Linked DNA regions of Gossypium hirsutum: region 1 is linked to region 2. A link is a contact called in public Hi-C data. All regions are on one chromosome and are shown on one strand. Each heading gives the region's core, a stretch centred on a gene start, on an enhancer-like site or on the middle of the called end of the contact. The rest is flanking DNA. Distances are from core to core; before and after follow the strand shown.

Region 1 (5,161 bases), core at 853-3,352, 330 kb before region 2:
CTTAGCAGCCTCACTAAAAATTTGAAAGCCTTGAAGATCACCATTTCTTATGCTTGCTTCCAGCTGCAACAGTGAGCAATGTAAGTAACAATGCTATACATTTATGCCCAACTTTCAGTATATACTCAAACGTAGCGTAGTTAGTCATAACCAATCAACACTAAAACAACAGATATGTTTAGAGGCTCCATATTACATAACGGGAGCACAAATCATTGATATAAAAAGCCATCATTGGACAAGACTTTAATGCAGAAGTTAAGAGATACCATGACATATTTATAACATCACCATGTAATGATCTTTATAAATTTTGTACCTGAACATGAACAATGCAAAATAGTATGCTAGCAATAGGAAGCCAGCTATCTTCTGGGGAAAGAGAGAAATTTGACCTGTTAAATCAGTGAAAAAAAGAACTGCATAATCAAATTGAGGAAAACACAAAAGTACCTCATTGTTTCAGTTTACGATCTCATTTTGCCTCACAAATACAATGTTAGCAGCATATCTAGTTGACATAGACCAATGGTTTAAAGGAAGGTCTCAAGTTATAATCAAGGATGGTTGTCATTATGAATATAACAAAAATGGGTTCTTAAATAAGCCAAAACTCGAAGCAATACCAACAAGCACCTAAATAAAACCATTAAGAGGAGGAATGCACTGATTAAACAAAACAAAAATAATTGTTCTCAAAGCTTGAAAAAGGTTATAACTTATAACTTTGTATGAACAGATAAAAAAGAAGTGGACACTTTATATTAGATTGCCTTGTTTGAGTTTACAAAGTAAAACTTGAAACTCACAGAAAGAGGCATAACAAGTAATCCGGTAACAACTTACAAGCATTCCAGTTCATTGTCCTTTGCAGAGGTAGACAAAGACTGATGAACATGATTTTACGGTCAAAACATGATTAAACCATAACAATCATCACCCAGATAAGTTCCCGGGAAAGGCAAGGCAGTCGCTCTGGGAAAGGGACTCGGAAACAATCCTAACCTCTTATCACATTTCATGAAGATAAAAGGAGACTACCAAGTCCCAACATAGACCCTTGCACTTACATATTTCAGCTCAATGCTATTATTATCGCACCCAAAATCATTTCTAACAGAGTCTTAAGTTTATGTAGAAGAAACGTTGAAGTCAATGGACTTTGCACTGCCTCCATTAGACCCAAGGTTTGACATCATTGCAGCTCTCAAACTAAAGCAAGCTAAGCATTTCAAAGATAGAACAATTTGGATATTCATTCCAATTTGGTACTCCGTAAAAGTGATACCTGAGGTAAGGAACCAAGTATACAATAGAATACACGGCGTAGCGCCGCTTTCCAGTATCAAGACAAGCAAAAACCCAGCTCTATCAAATCAAAGACCAAAAAGAGAAGTTAGCAATTTAAAACGAAACCCCACTTCCCCTTTCAAAAAAAAAGTGAGAATTTCAATGTCTAACCAGCCAATTGAAGTAAGGGATAAAACTAATAATTCCCATAGCCGCAAACCTCGTATCCCCTGCATCAATAATCGAACTACCACCATCTTCTTCCCCTGTATCGGCGGCAGGAAGAAGTAGTGAACTCAGCATACAGGCGCCGATTGCAGCCGCAAGGGGAGCATCCGGTGAAAACTCCGCTCTGCATATTCCTCTATTAATCTTCTTCTTCTGTAAAAATCCATAATCAACAACCAAAAAGAAAAGAAAAAGAAAACAACAAGAGAAAATAAAAAAAGAAAAAAAAATCACCTTTTTGTGGGTTTTAGGAAAGCAATGAAAAGCAGGTTTAAATTTGGGTATTGAAGAGGGTATGAGTGAAGGGATTAAAGAAAACGAAGAAGCGGAATAGGGTTGAGAAAGGTAAAGGCAGATCATGGTTGGGTGGTTGCAGCCGCAAACATTAGCAGATGAGTGAGGAGTATGGCGCCCGCCTTTCCTCTTTGTTGGTTGCGAGAGATGAAAGAAAGAGTGGGAAGTTGAAAAGGCTGGGGATTTTGGGAAGGGTGACAAGTGAAAAAGCCTGGATGTTGACAACGATTTCAGATCCTGGCCTGACGTTGGATGTTTCTGCCAATTGCTTTCCTGCCGATTTTAAATTTTTATTCAATTTAAAAATGTTAACTTTGTTTTTTTTATTAAAAAATATAAAAAATGTAATTTTAATTTTTTTAATAAATTGTAAGTTAGGTTAATAGAATGAATTAATGAATTTATTTTTAAAAAATAATAGTTTTGTCTTTTTAGATTAAGTAATATAAAAAAATGTGAATTTTAATTTGTTGGTAAAAATAAAAATAAAAAAGTTAACTTTATTTGCTGGTAAAAAAGTTTATCAATTTAAAATAGTAATTATATTTTTTTGGATAAATAATTGTTTTTAGATAAATTTATGTTTCTTTTGAAATTTTACTATTTAAAATTTAATTATTATATTAAAAATAAAAAATATAAAAATATGTCATATGGATATAAATAGGTATATTAGATTCATAAAAAGTTATATAAATAGTTTTAGAAACATAAAATTTGAAGTATATTAGTGCAGATAAAGGCTATTTTTAGCTATCTTTCACGACGGCGAGGCAGTATAAGGTGTTGGCAACATTAGCCAAGCGGTCATTGTTGTCACACCAACATGCGGTGGTCGACAGGGTTTCATGTTGGTTCTTGTTTCACAAAAGTCTGTTCTTTTTTTAGACTCATTCGAAATTAGGGAGTAAGGGGTCGAAAGAGCCTACACTATTGCCAGCTAGCACGATTGGGCCAAAGCTGAGTGTAGAGTGAGGGTTTGTCCAAACAGGTGCAATAAGTGTTTTTGGCAAATTAGAAGTTTTGTTGTCAAATTCTTCTCCCTTCGTACAAACGTATCTGCTTTCTTGTGAATTCTGCTTTTTTCGAGTCTTTAAGAATGTATGGTATACTACAACAAAGGTACAATTTTCTTCTTTGCCTTCTACATCAGTATTGATCAAGTTTGGTTCTATTGAAGATAGGAGGAAAATCTTTGACCAGGTCGGTAGAGCTTCAATAAATCTCTATTTTGCGATGGCGGAGTGTATTGATGGTTGCCCTCATGCCAACTATGATTTGTCTAAGGTATTTTTTTGGGCGGTTCTAAATGTTCCTCTTACTTGGATGAATCGAGCCTAGCCCTTCAACTTGGGGGTCTATAGTTGAGGTTCTGGCTATTGACTAGAAGGATAGAAAAGAAGGTTGGGGAGGATATATCCATGCCCGAGTTAGGATGGACGTTACTAAGCTATTGTGCAGAGTTTTTAAATTTAAGAGTTCGGGGTTGAATGGATAGTTTTGGGCTATTAAACTTCTGTCATAACTATGGTTTTATGATCATACTATAGAGTCTTATTCAACTGTTAAGGTGATGTGGGTGTTGGACAATATGAATGTCACATATATATAATAATAATTTGATGTTATTATTTACTAACATAGAATGTTACTTCAAAATATTACATACTATAAAAATTTCTTTTACACATGGTTTACGGATCCAAACACTAAAAATGGAATATTTGCATTTAAAGAAACAAAAACAAAATTCAGAATATCATGCCTCTATCATTATGTTTCTCTTCATAAACTAAAATAAAGTCGAAAGCTTACTAAAAATAAGCAATCACTTAAAGCCCACAAAAATAGTCATTGATTAGATAATTCGTTCTTTTGGGGCAGATGAAGAAGAGTCATGATGGGATTTATAGTGGTTGTTGGAGGAAAGTAATGATTATTTTGGTGGGTTTGGTCTACGCTCACCGCACAAATTGCTAATACACGATATCAATGGAGATGGAGAGGGGGAGAGGGGGTGAAGATGAGGAAGGTTGGCTCACCTATTCTAGGACCGAGAGCTGGACAGGTAGAGAGAATTAGGATAATGCTTAACATATCAGGGCTTTAAATAAAGATGAGTCTCCCTACTAAGTGATATCTTAAGGTATTTATAGGAGGGATGAGGGCCCAATAAGAGGCCCAACTAATTCAAATTAAAGTAAGGATATAACAACTTCGTTCTTAATTTATTTAATTCGATAAACAAATATTCATACTTAACATCTTAGAATTTGATCCTCATTAGACACCATAAAAATAGTCTCCCTCTTCACTATATCACTTGATCGAGATCTACACTTGTATTTATAAATTCCTCGTCACCTTGAGACATTTCCATGGAAATGATTGAAACAATTTGATTAATTTTGAAAATTTCAAAGTATGATTTTCAAAAGAAACAAATTATGAACACACTGAAACTCATGTATATAGAGTTCATAAGCCTAAACCCACTTTTTTAAATGACAGTTGATTATTGAACCATAAGAGGTTACGCGCTGGGCTTACAAAGTAGCAGTGTTGATTTTAATGGCTTAACCCCATAATGGAGTATATTGGGGCCTAGAAATGGACTCCACATTCTCTTTTGTTTTTAAATCTATTTAAATTAAGTCAAAAAATGTTAAAAGTAAAGCTTTTTCCAAAAATTATTACAATAAATATATTTTTACATTTCTTTCATTTTAGTTGATTTTGTTTCAGAATTTTACGTAACATCAAATCTTACGTCTTAAAATTGTCTATTTGCAATATTCTAAGTGCAAAAAGTATATTTTTAATTTTCTATACTCCAATTTAGATTTATTCATTTTTATTTTCTTTGTTTAATTCTTTTTTGTTTCGTTTATGCTCGAAAACTCAAATTCATTATTCATTGAATGTTGAAAATTTTAATATTTTAGATTTAAATAAAATAATTTTTTGATTAATAGGTAGTAATTTAAATAAAACAAAACTGACGTGGAATCAAATTTACTACATACAAGACCATCCTAGATCGATTCCAAACGTTTTAACTTTATATCACAATTAACAACTAATTCTTACTTCCGTAAAAAAAAACCAAAAATTTTGTATCTTATAATTAACTCCTCTTACCCTAATTATTAATAAATAAATGACAGATCCCCAAACAGGAGAGGCTGAAGGGGGTTCGCAAAGCCCCACCTCCAAAAATGTAAAATGTAAAATTTAGTTTTTAATTTTTAAAATTTTAAGTTTTAAATTATAAAAATATATTTTCATCTTTAAAAATAACAACATTTTAATTTTAAAAATTATAAAGATAAAACTATTAAAATAATAA
Region 2 (5,360 bases), core at 658-3,157:
GAACGCGTTTTCCCTTCAATGGTAACTTTTCCAACGACTACAAGGGCTCCAACAACCATAAATTTTCCTATATAAACCCCTTTAAACTTCATTATTTTCAACCAAATACTCAATACTCATTCTTCCATCCTATATTCTCAATCCTCAATTTTCAATTTTCAATCCTCAATTATTTTTTTAATTATTATTTTTTATTTTTATTTTGTTCGGTTTTATTTTGTTCATTATGATTTTTAAATGGCAAACCAACTTATTCGTTTGGATGAAAAGCATATCTCCGGTGTTCAATTAGAAATGGTAAGAAATTTTATTAAATTATTTAATTTTAAATAGTTAATTATTATGTTGTTTAAATTATTAATTTTTTATGTTTATATACTCAACCCGAAGATCAAATTTTGGAGACGTACATGTGAAGATGATTATGGCTATCAACCCCGACATGCACGTGAAGATGAAGACGAAGGAGATGAGGAGCTGTCAACCCAAATAGTGCAACGGAACCCTAGGTGTGCCTAACACCCACCCAATTGTGGCACACATTCGAGATGCCGATGATTATGTTATCTTGTAATTTTTTGTATAATTTGTTTTAATCCCAAATGTACACTTATTTACAATATACGAAACAAATTTATTAAATTGGATTGATTTGTACACAATCATATTGTGAGTTTAAAATTTACAATTATTTATGTTAATTTTTCATTTAAGTTTTTCTTTGTCCATTTGTTAAGTACAATATTTTCAGAAAGAAAAGAATTACTTAGAAGGTTCGAAAAAGGATTAAAACTTTGGCTTAAGTATTGTAATATATCTTATTTCAATAATTAATATTAACGTACATATCTGACATTAATTACCCTGATAACTCTAGTTTTACATTAATTCTAAGTAGATGGATTTTTCTATATGTTCCACAAGTCAGACCAATTCAAGCGAATCAAATGAGCCCATTTAATAAGTTGACATCTATGAGTCGTTCTATGCGCAATAATCATGAGCTTTAATTCGCGACCTGTGAGATATATATAGTATTATATATAATGTATAGTAACATTTTAGAACAAAGAAGAAAAATACCATTAAGTGAATTAGTTATAATTTTGATAAGTGACAACTCTTATTATTTAATACCTCGTTAATTATAATTTTATAATATCAATTAAGACCCATTATTAATTATTTTACAAAGTGATTTTATAAATGTATACATTTATATTATTCGAGAGTTAAAAAGAATATTTTTTATAGAGTCAATATCCGGTTTAATAGTATCGCTTATATTGGACCAAAATCTATTTTCGCCCTAAATATATACACTCATATTATTAAACATTTTAAAAATAAATAGATAAATAATATTGCTTATAAATGTATACATTTATATTATTAAATATTTTCTAAAATGCTTTCTACAAAATCAATTTATATGGTAAGAGTTAAAAATTTCTTAATCTCATTAATTATTTTACAAAGTTAATTTAAAAACTTTTTTTATATATATTAATTTTAATAATTTTTAATTTTTAATAAAAAATTTTCCATAAACTTTTTTTTCTAAAATCAATTTAAAAAGCATTTTTATTTTACTTCATCACTTTTAATAAACATTTTTATTCCTTTTTTAAAAATTAGATTAAAAAATATTTTAAAAATTACTATTCAAAATTTTTTTCCAAAAACTTATATTAATGGTTAATTTTGTTCAAATAATATAAATGTAGCTGGCTTGCTTGGCTTCACAAATTCCAGACACCGTGTTAACAGCAAAGCCAATGCGTGGCATCTCTTTAAGCCTCAGAAACATATCCGACCACTTCTCTATTCCTTCTTCCAAATGGGACCATCCTTGTTTTTTGTTTGGAAATTTCACTCTTAACCTTGCAAATGCATTTATTTAATTGTAACCAACATATTAAAATTATTTAGAATATGAACCCCAAGGACAACAAAGGAAATAATTATTAATCTTCTCTCAGTGATGATACGTATGGCCATCGATTATTCAATGGCGGCCATGCAACCTCAGCCAACCACATAATCTTTACCTTTTTTTATTAATTGTTAATGAACAGATTTGATAACTTTCAAGCAGGCAGGCAGGCTGAGCTTTTGAGTGTGCTTTCTCGAGAGGAAAAAAAAAACAAACAAACAAACAGCAGTTAAAAGCATAAAACCATGGTGGCTTTAGGCCTCCAAGCCACACATTTGATTTCCCCTCAAAAGTTACCAATACGTAAACAAAGAACCTTTAGCAACATTGTCATCCGGAGTAGTATTGCAGAGCCGTCGGGAGAACCAGCACCATTGGGACAAAAAACTAAATACAACGATGGGTTGTTTGCCAAGGCATTTATGGGTCTTTTCGCCCGCAAGATGGAGAAGTTCGCGGCTGCACCAAAAGCTGGAACAGAACCAAAGAAAGGGGTTTTCGACTATGACTATGAGAGCTTTGTTGAGGTGTCAAAGAGAGTAATGCAAGGGAGGTCTCGGTTGCAGCAGCAACAAGTGGTCCGACAAGTGCTCTTGTCCATGCTCCCACCCGGCGCACCAGCTCAGGTGAACAACTTATTATAGTTTTAAAAATTGGAACTGTTCGGTAAGTTGTGTTTTAAAGTAATTATCATGTAACCTTGTTGCTGCTATGGATGCAGTTTCGGAAATTGTTTCCACCAACAAAGTGGGCTGCAGAGTTCAATGCTGCACTCACTGTTCCTTTCTTCTACTGGTTAGTTGGTCCATCTGAGGTAAATTTTGTTTACTCTTTGCTGTTTTGCACTTTCTTCTGTCATCTAATTGTAACCAATGTTACTTGGTACGATGAATGAACATTAGAGATAAAATTTTTAGATTGCATTTTGTTTTCTTATTAAAAAATGGTAAATTAATTTTTATATATTAGATAAAAAAATAAATTAGTCATTTCTCTTAAAAATTTCACCAATTTATACCATTAAAAACTGGCATGATTGATGAAAAAATCAGACAATAAGGCATGACATGCCACGTATACCTCATGTTAACATACACTAATCAGTTTTTAAACAGTAGAAATTGATAAAATTTTTAACAGAACTAATTTACTCATTCTGTTTAGTATAAGAGACAAAATACAATTCAACCCTTGATACAATAGACTTTATGATATTTTTACTCAATACAATTTCTATATGATACTTTTACCAAAAATTAAAACCTAATTCGGTAGGAATTTTCTATATAAATACCAAATAAACACAATTTAAAGTTTGTGAATGGTTAATTCTACTCAATAATGTTATAATAAATGCGATTTTTGTAACAGAGGTGGTAACATTTTATTGGATTCCCTGCTTTTCAATGTAAGATAAAGGTTATACCCCTTTGATCATAATCCTAAATGGTCATCATTCCAAGCAACATAAGCTTGCGTTTCAACATCTAAAACTCACACTTTCTGCATTTTTGCATCTCTAATTCTAACTGATAATAATATTTATTAGGTTGTGGAAGTGGAGATAAATGGAGTGAAGCAAAAAAGTGGGGTTCATATTAAGAAATGCAGGTACAGAACTTGATTCATTCATTCATATATGAATTCATGAATGCTCTTAAATCTACTTAATTCTGCAATATTTTTTTCTCTAAAGGTACCTAGAGAACAGTGGGTGTGTTGGTATGTGTGTGAATATGTGCAAAATTCCAACCCAAGATTTCTTTACCAATGAGTTCGGCCTTCCATTAACCATGATCCCAAGTATGTTCTTTCAAAATTTTGGTCTTTGCCCTATTGAATTTTCAGCTTCATGTTGGTAATGGTTTAAAAGGTTAAATGATTGGTCCTCAGATTTTGAAGACATGAGTTGTGAAATGGTGTATGGACAAGTTCCACCATCTTTCGAGGAGGACGAAGCATCCAAGCAGCCTTGTTTTGCAGAAATATGTAAGTTAATTCCAGTTTCATTGTAGCAAAAAAACAAAAAAGGGCTAAGTTCTCTTATGAAGGAGCCATTAATATTATTTTTTCTTACCATTAAACACCATGCGCAGGTTCCATGGCAAACCCCAAGTCTAGTGTCTGCCACAAATTACAAGCTTGAGATCATACTTCCCTGCCTTAGTTCTCTTGCAGGGAAAAGAAGTCGAGGGAAAACTACCTCATATACATACATACATACATGTATATATAGTTCAAGACTTCTTTCTTATACCCTGTTAGTCTACATGATCTTTCAACCTACATACATCTTATGCTCTTTTCTTTTTTCTTTTTGTTTTTTCTATAATTAAGAGGAAATGCAGGCAAAATTTGATAACATTATTTAAAAATCCGTGTATATATTTACCGGTTAAAGATTATTTAATTATTAGAATGTTTTGTCTACCGTGTTTTATATAATTTTATAGAATTTAATTACAATTAGAAATAATAAAAACTTACAATAATTAGATCCTTTAAAATATTAGAATTTAATAATTTTTAAAAAAATAAAATTTTAAATAAAAAAACTAACTTTGAAAATATATGAATAGATAATATCCAGTTTAAATATCAAAAATTTATATTATTATTAATAATTCGAATTTCAATAACGATATCAAATAGAATTAAAATCAAAGTGAATTTAAATAATAAATATTTTTGAGCTTATATTTATACACATCATAGATTAATATCAAATAATAAATCTAATAATTAAAGTCGTAAGATATAAATTCATAAAATAAAAATAATCCTTCTAATAATTAAAGTCGTAAGATATAAATTTTATCTCTCGCTTTTCATGATTTCGTTGAAGAAACTTGTGCTACGTCAGATTTGGGCCTAGTGTGAACTGCAAATCAATGGTGTGATGGGATTAGGGCCATAGGGCCCAACAACTTCAATTTGTCATATTTTTTCATAAAATTGAGACTTAGCCACATCTACCTAATGAGCTCAATTTTATAAAATGGTAAAGCATAATAATATTCTTTCAATTATTCCGTTTGTTTTATTTTTTTTATTTGAATCATCCAGCTTTTTAAAAATAAATATTTTAGTCATTTTTCATTAGTTGTTTAACAAAACTCTAATATGGGTTTTGTTTTATTGGCCTAATAACAAATTTAGCCCTCCAATGTTTATACATTTTTATCAATTTGATCTTAAATCTAAAAAATTCAATAAATTTAATGGAACTTCTTTTGTGTACTTTTTTTTGGTGAGAAAAACAAAAAAATTATATTAAATAGTCATAATCTGAAAATTTGAAACTCTAGCAATCTCAACAATCGCTGCTATCTCTTTTAGAATTTTTGCAAATACTTTCAAAGCTAAATCTCTCTTTAAAACCATTTTGGCTAGACTGTCCACAATTTGCTTCTCTCTCTGGGAT

Evidence for each region. Hi-C and Micro-C count contacts between places; a contact is called where the count stands out from the background.
Region 1: a Hi-C map of leaf shows a contact between it and region 2, with 3 times the contacts expected there. The contact joins the promoter of LOC107950727 here to the promoter of LOC107950780 in region 2. A contact is called at or near these places in 8 of 34 Hi-C or Micro-C datasets (hypocotyl, leaf and petal).

The regions. Positions count from the first base shown.
Region 1 is chrD03:34,974,929-34,980,089 of Gossypium_hirsutum_v2.1, reverse strand. It overlaps LOC107950727, which reads right to left and starts at 2,102. Exons shown (of 6, transcript XM_016885654.2): 1 at 1,753-2,102; 2 at 1,462-1,671; 3 at 1,289-1,368; 4 at 320-395; 5 at 1-63. The coding sequence starts at 1,878.
Region 2 is chrD03:34,648,894-34,654,253 of Gossypium_hirsutum_v2.1, reverse strand. It overlaps LOC107950780 (beta-carotene isomerase D27, chloroplastic), which reads left to right and starts at 1,907. Exons shown (of 6, transcript XM_016885739.2): 1 at 1,907-2,562; 2 at 2,658-2,750; 3 at 3,486-3,547; 4 at 3,633-3,739; 5 at 3,830-3,925; 6 at 4,033-4,222. The coding sequence starts at 2,182. The coding sequence ends at 4,082. It overlaps LOC107950781 (a long non-coding RNA gene), which reads left to right. Exons shown (of 2, transcript XR_001698205.2): 1 at 1-297; 2 at 391-642.